Linked DNA regions of Mus musculus: all the other regions are linked to region 4. A link is a contact called in public promoter capture Hi-C data. All regions are on one chromosome and are shown on one strand. The core of a region is the stretch at or near the end of the contact, and the rest is flanking DNA. Distances in the headings are between cores, read along the strand shown.

Region 1 (2,700 bases), core at 124-2,623, 1.1 Mb before region 4:
TCCTGTGGATCTGCAATCCTCACTCTGGATTGCCCATCTGACCTGCCTGACTAGCCTGTTAAACAAGGGTGTTTGCCCCACCCAGGCAACCCACTCAGACCCTCCCAGGGAGGAGCTCAGCCTTTTTGTTTTGTTTTTAAAGCTCCCCAGGATTCCTGAGGCATAATCAAACAGTGGTTGCAAAGATCAGCAACGCAGAGAAAAGTCTACTTTAAGCAAAGCCTCCTAAGAGCTCTCTGTACAAAGGACACAGGTTCAGATCTATCACAAGTTAGCCGCCACTACCTTTACACCTGTTACTTAACCTATCTGAAATTCAATCTCCTCAAATGTAAGTTCTGTTGAAACTGGGTTAAGAGTTACTTCAAGAAGTTAGATAATTTGTGCAAGCACTGTGTTCAAAGTTTGTCCCACAGCCTCCCAGTGACTCTCAGACTAACTTGACATTAACTTTTCTTGGAATCCCCAGCACCTAGCATAGAATGACTAAGTGCTTGCTAAATGAGTATCAGAAGCCCTGCCAAGAAGCCACAAGTGTAGGACATAAAGACATGGAGAGGTGGCGGGGGGGGGGGGGGGAGGGAAGGGGAGGAGGTTATTTGAATAGTCAGTCCAAATATACGACAGCCACATGAGAAGCACAGCTGAGATAGAAGGTCCTAAACGTGGCGAAGTCACCACTAAGGAGAATGAAGTCAGCGTTCTGGCAGGTCGGAGGCAGCCCTCGCTAAACCCCTGACAGCTGCTACCCAGCAACTGTTTGTGGGGCAGGGTGTTTGCAAAGGGGGGGGGGGGGGGTGTGCAGCCTTGCCGCTCCCTTCCCAAGGCCCAGACTCCAGGCAATAGGGTCAGTGGCATGTGCTATTTCGAACAGCACATCCCCTGCCAAGCACTCCATAGTGGCGTCGCGAGGCCCATGAGGTCAGGATACCCTGAGGGGGGCTCCAACTGAGGCGGCAGGAGGCTGGACCATGGGGCTGGGGGAGGTGTGCAGTTCGGCACTGGCCTCATCCCCCAAATCTGGCAGCTGCTCCCTCCGGAGGGCTAGACCTCAGCGCTCGAACCCACTCATCCCGGGAAACACTCTCCTCCAGGGTTACCTAGTAACAACGCCCCTGGTTGCATAGCAACGAGGATCTGGGTCCCATACTTGTTAAGCCCCACGTTCCACGTTCGACCCCTCCCCACTAGGGCTCGCAAGGCCTTGCGGCTCCGCCCTGTTACCTCCTGCAAATCTGTCCTTTAAGCTGCATCTACAGCCCTGGTCTCGGCCCTCACTCACCCTGCTCCGGTCACCGCTATCCTTCACGTGGGACTTCGCTAGAAAACGCGCCACCAAACCGGCGCCTCAACTCCCGGGGTGTTGGTTTATAGTCTGCGCATGCGCGGGGCGGTCGACGGAGGAGACTGGCAGGTCTTTCTGGCAGGCATCGTGGACGCATGCGCTCTGCTCGCTCCATTATGGTTTGTACGTGTTTTTTCCCTCCCAAATATTTCCAAGAGAAGAATGGCGCCGGAAATTGGAGTTGGAACGGAAGCGAAGCCTTTGGCAGGAAAGGGGAAAGAAAGAACTGTCGAGGCTGTGGCGTGGGTAGAGTTGGTGCTCGATGCGGGATTCGGTGCAGATCCGAGTCTACAACGCATTTAGGGCGGCAGTTTCCTCCCGGGAAGTGCAGTTCCTAAGGCGGGGCGCTGGCGAGCACTTGGAGGGCTGAGAAACCTTTCACGCTAAAAATGGCACATCAGGGGGGAAAGGCACAAGGTGTTAGTGGGCACATGAACGGTGTACGGCCTTGGAGAAACTCATATGCTCTGGAAGAGAGCAAAACCTCACCCAAAATGTGTGGGTGACCACCAAAGCTTTGCTTACAATTGTTAGGGAAAGGAAAGCAACCCAGGTGCCCTGGGGTTATTTTGTTTGTTTGTTTGTTTTAAACCTTAGAACACTGAGGTAGCTTTGTGGATGAGGTAGGCAGAGATGTAAAAATTGTTTAAAGGTTTATTTATATGAATACACTGTAGCTGTCTTCAGACACACCAGAAGAGGGCATCAGATTCCATTACAGGGGGTTGTGAACCACCATGTGGTTGCTAGGAATTGAACTCAGGACCTCTGGAGGAGCAGTTAGTGCTCTTCACCGCTGAACCATCTCACCAACCCATAAATTTTAAAATTACGTGTAGTTATGTATTCTATGCATGCGTTCGGGTGTGCAGGCACAATACAATACTCCTATGGAAGTCAGTTCTCTCCTGCTGTGTGGATCCCGGAGATTGAATCCGGGTTGTCAGGCGTGCCTTAGTGGAAAAGATCTCAGGGGTGGTGGGGGTGGGAGTGGTGTTTTTGGTTTCTTTCTAGACTTAGTTTTAGTTTGCAAGTGCCTTTTGGGAAATTAACATAGGCACACATATTAGAAATGTATGGGAACATTGGAAGGGAAAGGAGGACTTCCCTTAGGAGTCTTGTTAAAACCTCCCATCAACTGAGAATCAAAAACTACTTTAGGTGTTTCTCTCTTCCCAGCTGTAAACCTACAAGTTTCTAAGAACTTCACTAGAAACTTACATTTACAGTAAGAAAGACCTGTCCTAGCCCTCCCCTAAAGGGTGCAATCCTAGTGGCTCATAGTTATATTTTACTAGATTATATTCCTAACCCAGTCACTTCTGGAGCCATCCTATAATATCACTAATCAGAAA
Region 2 (2,700 bases), core at 159-2,658, 1.3 Mb before region 4:
AGTAGCTGTGCTAGAGGTAGGGGAGAGTGTGTGTGTGCAGGGCCTGGGTTGTGTCTCCAGCACAGCATAACACTGTGCACTTGCCAGGTAGAGGTGAGAGCTTACTCTTGACTACTTTGAGAGTTCTAGGACAGCACAGGGGACTTGAGACCTGAGTACCCAGGGACCCCATGAGGTAGTAAAGGGGAGGGAGTTCTGACCAATGGGGACAATGATGATCATTTTAGATCTAGAATATGAAATAGAAAAAGTGGGAGATCTTGATGAAATTCGATGACCCAAAAGAGAAACTTACAAGATGGAAGTCCCCCCTCAAAAATAAATAAATAAATAAATAAATAAAATTGCAACTCTGTTGACTGATTAGAACTTCTTGATTGTGGAAAGCTGGGATGTTACAGGGTCCAATTAACTGATAATTATTGTTATTCTCCTTAATAAATGTTGCTCACTTCTGTGCCTTACCTCATATCAATGTGATTATCGGGTAAACCTTTTGGGATGCACTAACTCAGCAGACCCCAAAGCTAAAATGTAATCAAATAGCACCTCAGACCCAAACAGAGATTTTCCCTAATTTCTCATTACCCACTGGCCTGATGGTCCCAGCAATGTATTTGTAAAATGCCTTGGGGTAGCCTTATTCTGTTACTGTACAGACTTCACAAAAGCACTTTTACATTGGAACATGTTATTTAAGGCAACCTGAACCTGTGTCCCATGTCATGGTCACTCTTTCTTGGCTCTCTCCTTCTCTTTGAGGTGAGATCCATTTTGGGTGGACAGAAGTCAGAGTCAAGTGAAGGTGGAGGCCTCTGACACTGAGCCTGGTATCACTTAGGGCCTTTGGACTTCTCGTTGTATGACCCAGCAATTACCATTTTGAAGAGGCCAATTTGTGCTGGTCTCTGCCACTAGCAACAAAAGTTCTAATGTATAACAAAGGGTGGCAGGGTTTTCTTAGGCTGGAAGCTAATCTAACCACTGCAGCCAAAGTGGAATGGCGTTCACCTCTCAGGGCTGGTTTGTTTCCATCCCTTCCTGAGGCTTGTCACTCTGGGCGAGTGAGGATGGATCAAGTCTGACGCTTACACACTCATCTACAGACGAGTAAGAGCAATCTACGGTCCTGACAAAGGGTGATTTTTTAGGAAAGCTCAGAGCTGTTAGCAGTGTCTGAAGGGGACTCAGGACCGCAGCCATTCTAGTCCTGAGGCCAAACTATAAAAAGGAGTGTGCGCAGCAGGCCGGGGATACCGTGGTGCAATAAGAGCCCATCTGGAGCCTCCCTTTGGAAGTTCCACGCTTGTCTCAGGATATTCAGAGCAAACGAAGGGACGCCTGCAAGTCTGCGCAGGCGTACTCGCAATGGGCGGAGTCCTACGGCGGGGGCGGGGCTAGGGGTGGTGCCTTCCCCCGCGCGGGCGGGGCCGAGTGGCCTTCCGCGGGTGTGGCGCCTGAAGCCACCAGCGTCTGAGTGCAGGTATCGTGGCCACCCCTAGGCCTACAAGGCAGGACACTCGGGGCGCGGCGGAGGGGCAGTGCGGCTCGTTCTCAGCTGGACGCGGGAGTAAGTCACATCCGGTAGAGGCGGGGCTCGTGGATCCCGGAAGTGCGGGCAGCGGCTGATTGCCCGCGGTAGCGGCGGCCCCGGTAGGTGAGCGCCGCTGGGGAAGGTCTCGGGCGGCGGCGGGCAGCGGCCTACCGTGCCGGGGGCGTTGCCGGCGAACTCAGAGATGGGTTTCCTGGCCGAAGCCGGCGATTGGGCGCGATGGGCGCGTGACTCCCCGCGGGCCTGCGCCCCTGCAGTGGGGTGGGAGGGATGGACGGTGGGAGGCTGTCCTCGCCGGTCGCCTCAGCCCCGCCCCCTCCCACCTATCCGCTAACGCCACGCAACCCTTCACCCTCTGTAGGAGTACCTTGTGGCCTTTGTGTCATTAAGAGCCTCTTTGCCCCTTGTACGGATTGGGAAACTGAGGCCTGTGTGTATTCTGACTTGCCCCTGCGATATAGTGGAGTTAGAGGGACTCTGGCCTTTGTCTTGCTGGCCTGTATCATTCCCCAGGTTAGCAATAGGTAAGGGTTCTTCCCCTTTCTTCTGGACCCCGACTTGAACTGTCCAGCATGGCTGAGCCATCCTTACTTCTGGGCCTTCCAGGTGTATGGTCCCAGCATGTGCCTGGTTCTGCTTTGTTTCTCCCCTCACAGCCGTTTAGGGGTGTTCTTTCACTTTTTTTTGGTGGGCCAAGACATTCCCAGAGATGTGTTTGAGTTACTGGTAGAGTGGACTATCATCAGGGTCACATTTCTTGAGTCCAGCCTATACCTTGTCAATCAGATTTGGGCTAGCCACCTTGAGCCAAGAAACTTCACGGATACCAGGGCTCCTTCATCGCTCCCTGCATATTTTCCAGGTGTCTCTACCAATAGCGTGCCACTCCACATTCAGTGACTGTCAGTCCTGCAGCTAGAAATGGTGGTGATAGAGGGACTTAGAAGGGAAAGACTCTTCTTTGCTTGGGGCCCAGGGAGGGCCCTGATCTGGGGATTGTGGAACTGAGGGCTGCTGGGTGAAATGGTGGACTCTGAAATGAGTCTTTGTTCTTGGCAGTCATAGTGCCCAGAAAAAAAAAAAAGCCTTTTTCGTAAGATTGTCTTGGAAATCTGGCCCAGTGCCTTTGTAATTTCCATTAAGTAGAA
Region 3 (2,700 bases), core at 79-2,578, 1.0 Mb before region 4:
GACAAGGTAAAGGTGGCACGTCTATAAACCCAGCACTAGGGAAGCAGAAGCAGGTGTATCTCTGAATTTCAGGACAGCCAGTGCTATACAGTGAGACCCTGCCTCATAATAAAAAAAGGATGGGAAGAAAGCTCAAAAGAACACCGTCTAGGGCAGACATTAAAGAAATGATCTTTGAGGATCTATCTCCCTCCCCGACCTTAGGGCATTTTGACATTATGATCGTGTTTGTTAATTTCATTCGGGTGAACTCTTTACAACCCTTGGATTGCATTCAGGCGAAGGCAAGGTCCAAATGTACTAAGAACCCAACACATCACCCATGCTACCCCCACTTTACCTCTTCTTGGAGCGGTCTTTCCACACACGCCCGGATTTGGGCTTCCCTTTCGGAATTACAGGAAGCTCCTCCTTCTCTTTCAATTTCTTGGACGCTGGGGCCTGGGGAGAGGCTATAACTCGCTTCTTTAGGTTGAGACTTTCTGTTACTGTCTCTCCCGCCGGAGGCAGCTTGCCTGGCTCCAACTGGCGCTCTGGGGAGCTAGGTGCCTGGACCGTCAGCTCCTGTGCTGGCTGAGAGGGCTCGGGACCCGGTGCTTGCTGGCCCGGGCAAGGCTCGGGGGATCCTGGGATCACCTCCTCTTTAGCGTGGGCCGCCTCAGAGTCCAGTTCTCCCTGTGGGGGAGGTAATTTGGATGGCTGCTCTCGTTGCGGGGATTCCGGGCTCGACTCTGTCTGTCCTGCAGGTGACTCCAGGCCCAGATCTTGATGAGGTTGAAGGGACCCGGGGTGAGGCTCTGGCTGCCTTTGTGGGGACCCATCGTCTGCATCCTGTCTAGGACCGGGTGATCCGGGGCTCGCCTCTGGCTGAGGTCCGGGAGACGGAAGGCTCAGTGGTGGACAGGGCGATCCGGGGCTCGTCTCTGGCTGAGGTCCGGGAGACGGAAGGCTCAGTGGTGGACAGGGCGATCCGGGGCTCGTCTCCGGCTGAGGTCCGGGAGACGGAAGGCTCAGTGGTGGACAGGGCGATCCGGGGCTCGTCTCCGGCTGAGGTCCGGGAGACGGAAGGCTCAGTGGTGGACAGGGCGATCCGGGGCTCGTCTCCGGCTGAGGTCCGGGAGACGGAAGGCTCAGTGGTGGAACTCTCGTAGACTTGAGCTCTCCTGTTTCTTCTGAGTTCGACTTGAAATCTACAAGAGCCCGTTTCGCCCGAGAGACTTCGGGGACAGGAAGGTTTTCTGGAGACAGAGGTTTTAGGCCTTCCAGCCGCCGGCTGCGCCTCAGCGGCGTATCCATGGCTCACGTGTAGCCTCTGTAGCCTTCGGAACTGTCGGCGCCTTCATATGACGTCAGACTCGTCCATTTCCGTACCGGGCAGGAAGCGCACTTGCGGTAGAGAGACCCGTGGGTAGGCGGAGCCGGGGATGAAGTCGGTCCCGGGAGGCTGGGCTTAGTAGACGCATGCGTGTTGTGCATGAGCTCAGTTACAGAGTTTAGTTGCTTGGTTTCTGCGATGCGTTTTTTGCAAACTGCGAGTTCTTGCAAGGGGATGGGGTGGGGGTATATTATACATACACACACACACACACACACACACACACACACACACACACACACACACATATAAAAATAATTTTTTTTTTCTTGAGAGAAGAGGTTGGAAAAAGGCGGAGGGAGTTTGTAGGCAGAGCCGAATCAGCGCGCTAACTTGTTCTGGAACTGCTGGGCCCGCAAACATCGCCTTTTCTTTTATCTTTTGTAGCACAGTAGCTTTGCGCTGTGTAACAAAGGGGAAGGTCCTGGTGGTCTTCCTGAGTGGGAAATCTTCAGTTTTTGAGTTGTCTCAAACGTTCCCATTCTTTTCACTTCCTCTTCTCTACTAGTGGGCCCAAGTATGCAATAGGTGGTTCTCATCTTTGAACAGTTTCAGTTAATCAGCAAAGTGTCAGGTCTGTGGCCCAGAAAACCTTGACTGCTTGTTGTCAATGTTGGGGGTTCACAACCTGTGCCCGAAGTCAGGTCTAGCTACCTTATCCTCAATAAGCCAATTGAAAGAGACACATTAAAAACTGGAAATCTTTAGAAAAAGGAGATTTATTCAATGTAGTCATACTAGAAAGAGGGGCAAAGAGATTCTGTGAATCACCCAAATTTGACCTCAGGGTTCTAAATTTAGATAAAAAATTTAGATAGAGGGCCAAGGATAAATACATCTGAGTAGTCCTTACCAAGGTATGACTCTGCCCACCATTGGCCCATTATTATCTGGGTTTTAGTCTCATCCTGTAAGGTGGTCTGACAAGCTTTTAGAACTCTGAAATCTTTTTCCAGGAGACAAGTTTCCCCTCTGGCTGGTACCTTTTTCTTCTCCCAGCATGAGAATTCTGGGGAAATTTTCATTTCTTTGGAGTCCTCTGTCTGATTGATTGGCTGATAGGCTAAGAGATGCAGTGTCGAAAGCCTTTAATCCCAGCACTTGGGAGGCAGAGGCAGGCAGATTTCTGAGATCGAGGCCAGCCTGGTCTACAGAGTGAGTTCCAGGACAGCCAGGGCTACACAGAGAAACCCTGTCTCGAAAAACAAAACAAAACAAAACAAAACAAAACAAAACAAAACAATTAAAACCTTCATCTCTGCCGGGATGGTTACTTGCTGATCCAGGAGGAGGCAGGGAAGATGAAGACCCAGAGAAACGTTCCT
Region 4 (2,700 bases), core at 85-2,584:
TACACACACACACACACACACACACACACACAAATCAGAAGAAATGAATAAATAAAAGTTAAACCCTATTCCTACTGCCAGGTCAAAAACTGCTACACTGTAATAGGTGTTAGATTCCCCAAAATGCAGGTTTTGGCTATTTTTGTAATAATAGTTCACAACAGCTCAATGCTGGACTAGTTACTGAAATTTGTGACCTCTAACACAGCTGTAATTAAGCTGATCAAATCTAATCATTCAACACCCAGTTCAAAACAAAACCCTAGCAATAAACAAGAGAATTAATTGTGTTTTTACCACACTAAACCTAACAAGGGCCTTTAGATTTGGAAAAGAGATATAAAGGTAGGTAGTAGGTCTTTGCCAATCTATTCTCCCCGTAAATAAGGTCGGCAACTAGATGGTCAGAATTAATAGAAGTGTATTAGAATCTAGAGTGAAGAGACAGAGGGTAGACCAGGAAAGGGAATGGGGTGAGGATTGGAGGAGTCGTGAGTCCAGGAGGGGGCCGAGGAAGCTCTCTCTGGGTTCTTCCGGAAGCAGGATATGAAAACGGAATCCCTAGGAGACCCAGGAACCATCCATCTCTCTTTATTAAGGCCATCTGCAAGTCTCAATTGAGAAGGAGGGAATTCCACAGCACACCCACATCAAGAGCATTTATAGAGACCCATCACTTCCTTAAAGCTGCAAACGTGCCTGCCCACTTGTGCATCCATGAATTTATTTGCTATCTCGGCCAACTGCAGCTTTCACTGACAATGTCCAGAACCAATCATCTCCAATCATAGCCCTGCCTCTCCACCGACAGGTGAAAGACATAGGTGTCAGCCAATAAAAAATAAGAATGAGTATGTGAAGGCTGGACTCTGCCCCATTTACTTCAATGCATTCAGTAATTGGTAGAAAGGTTTGAGCAGCTGATATCAACCACCAATCCGTAAGGGCGGAAGAGGATGAAGGGCAGCGCGATGGGCGGGGGTGACGTGGCAATGACAGAAGCATAAACTGTAATGACTGACGGAAGTACTAGCCATTCGGAGGCCAAACCGGCCGTGAGCTCTGCATTCTCCCGTCCTCGGACTTCGGAAAGCCACCAATGATTTTGTAGCCCTGCCTGATTGGCTTTCCTGTTAGCCAATCGAAAGCAGGCCTGGAGGACGCGTCGCGCCTTGAGCTTCTCACTGGGCGGAGTAGCATGACAGGCCCGAGAGAAATGCCAATGTCCGCGGGGTCTTCCGCAAGTGACACTTGGCGGCACCAATCGCCGCCCTCCTTCCCGGCAGTCGAGCCCTCCTTCCCGCGGCGGGGCTGGCGGGGCGGGGACGCTGCGCGGCGGCGGCTGAAGCGCTAGCCGTGTTGGGCGCTCCGGGCGGCGGCGGCGGAGCTCGTAGGCGGTTCCGGTCGTGTCTCTCCGGGCGGCGGCGGCTCATGGCGGCGACCGAGCTGAGAGGAGTGGTGGGGCCGGGCCCGGCAGCCATCGCGGCTCCGGGCGGCGGCGGCGCGGGTCCACCCGCGGTGGGAGGCGGCGGCGGACGCGGGGACGCGGGGCCCGGCCCCGGGGTGGCGGCCGCGACGGCGGCGACGGCGGGCGGCCCGGGCCCCGGGGCCGGAGGAGTGGCGGCAGGCGGCCCGGGCTCTGCACCGCCAGCCGCGGGCTCGGGCGGTTCGGGCGCCGGGGGCTCGGGCTCGGCTAGAGAGGGCTGGCTCTTCAAATGGACCAATTACATCAAAGGCTACCAGCGGCGATGGTTCGTGCTGAGCAACGGGCTCCTAAGCTACTACAGGTAACTGCTTCCGGGGCGCCACGCTCACCTGGCCTCCCCCCCTGTGCAGCCCACAGACCCGCGCTGTCACTCTCCGCCGGCTGGCTTCACTGCCAAGGTCGCCCTGGGTCGCTGTCTGTCACCTGCACAGGTTGACAGCTTGCAGAAGTCAGAACCTGCAGATTTGACACACTGCTCTTGTCTCCGCTGTCACCCGCCCCTAGTGCCTCATCTGCCTCCATCCCTGGGTCTTTCCTGTCAGCAATTGTTTGGAGAGCATCTGCTCTGCCATTGTATTTCCGCTACCACGTGGGTGCAATCGCTAATTCTGCAAGTAAGGCACTGTTGTGAAGCTGGAGGGGCACAGACAGCGCGAGCCCGGGCACTGTCCCTCAGGAACTTACAGTGGAAGTTACAACTCCTAACTTTTTGTGCTCTAGTCTCTAAAATTTAATGTTTCTGATACACCCTTGATATACCTGCCCATGTCTACTCAGAATACACATTCCGACATCAGAATACCACACACAGGGAGACTTTGGGATTCTGTCCACCATATGTCTTACCTCTTCAAGCATGCGCGTACTTTCTCGGTCTAGACAGTCCACAATAGAGATGTGTACTCTACCATAGCTTTTACTTTTGCCTGCCCCACCTCTTCCCATGGGAATGACTGTCTTATCCAGCAGTCACCGTGCACCTTTTAGTTTTATTTAAGATTAAGTTTTATTAAAGGAAGAACACATGTTTTTGAAATGATTGTTAAGGTTTCACAGTGCTTATTTTGGTATGGTTAATGTATACTTACTGTGACTCATAGCATGGTCATAACATGTCACACTTCGGGGCTTATATTACTAGACAGAGGTGTTGAGAGGTGATTGGAGGACAGGTTATAAGCTTTCCCAACAGCCTTGCATTGTGGCTGGATGTC

The links. Promoter capture Hi-C pulls out the DNA fragments that hold promoters and counts their contacts.
Region 1: a promoter capture Hi-C map of liver shows a contact between it and region 4, with 5 times the contacts expected there. A contact is called at or near these places in 8 of 39 promoter capture datasets (the 3T3-L1 cell line, the C10 cell line, cranial neural crest and 4 more) and 3 of 9 other capture datasets (adipose tissue, liver and pancreatic islet).
Region 2: a contact with region 4 is called in a promoter capture Hi-C map of liver, with 2.4 times the contacts expected there. A contact is called at or near these places in 9 of 39 promoter capture datasets (the 3T3-L1 cell line, the C10 cell line, cranial neural crest and 4 more) and 4 of 130 datasets of targeted methods (extraembryonic endoderm stem cells, memory CD8 T cells, microglia and 1 more).
Region 3: a contact with region 4 is called in a promoter capture Hi-C map of pre-B cells, with 7 times the contacts expected there. A contact is called at or near these places in 8 of 39 promoter capture datasets (the 3T3-L1 cell line, cranial neural crest, erythroid cells and 4 more), 1 of 130 datasets of targeted methods (astrocytes) and 1 of 9 other capture datasets (liver).

Annotation. Positions count from the first base shown.
Region 1 is chr19:10,880,370-10,883,069 of GRCm38.p6, forward strand. Tmem109 (transmembrane protein 109) reads right to left here and starts at 1,374. Exons shown (of 4, transcript NM_134142.1): 1 at 1,283-1,374.
Region 2 is chr19:10,687,327-10,690,026 of GRCm38.p6, forward strand. It overlaps Vps37c (vacuolar protein sorting 37C), which reads left to right and starts at 1,409. Exons shown (of 5, transcript NM_181403.3): 1 at 1,409-1,653.
Region 3 is chr19:10,947,938-10,950,637 of GRCm38.p6, forward strand. Ccdc86 (coiled-coil domain containing 86) reads right to left here and starts at 1,329. Exons shown (of 4, transcript NM_023731.3): 1 at 341-1,329. The coding sequence starts at 1,296.
Region 4 is chr19:11,964,510-11,967,209 of GRCm38.p6, forward strand. Osbp (oxysterol binding protein) reads left to right here and starts at 1,335. Exons shown (of 14, transcript NM_001033174.1): 1 at 1,335-1,787. The coding sequence starts at 1,432.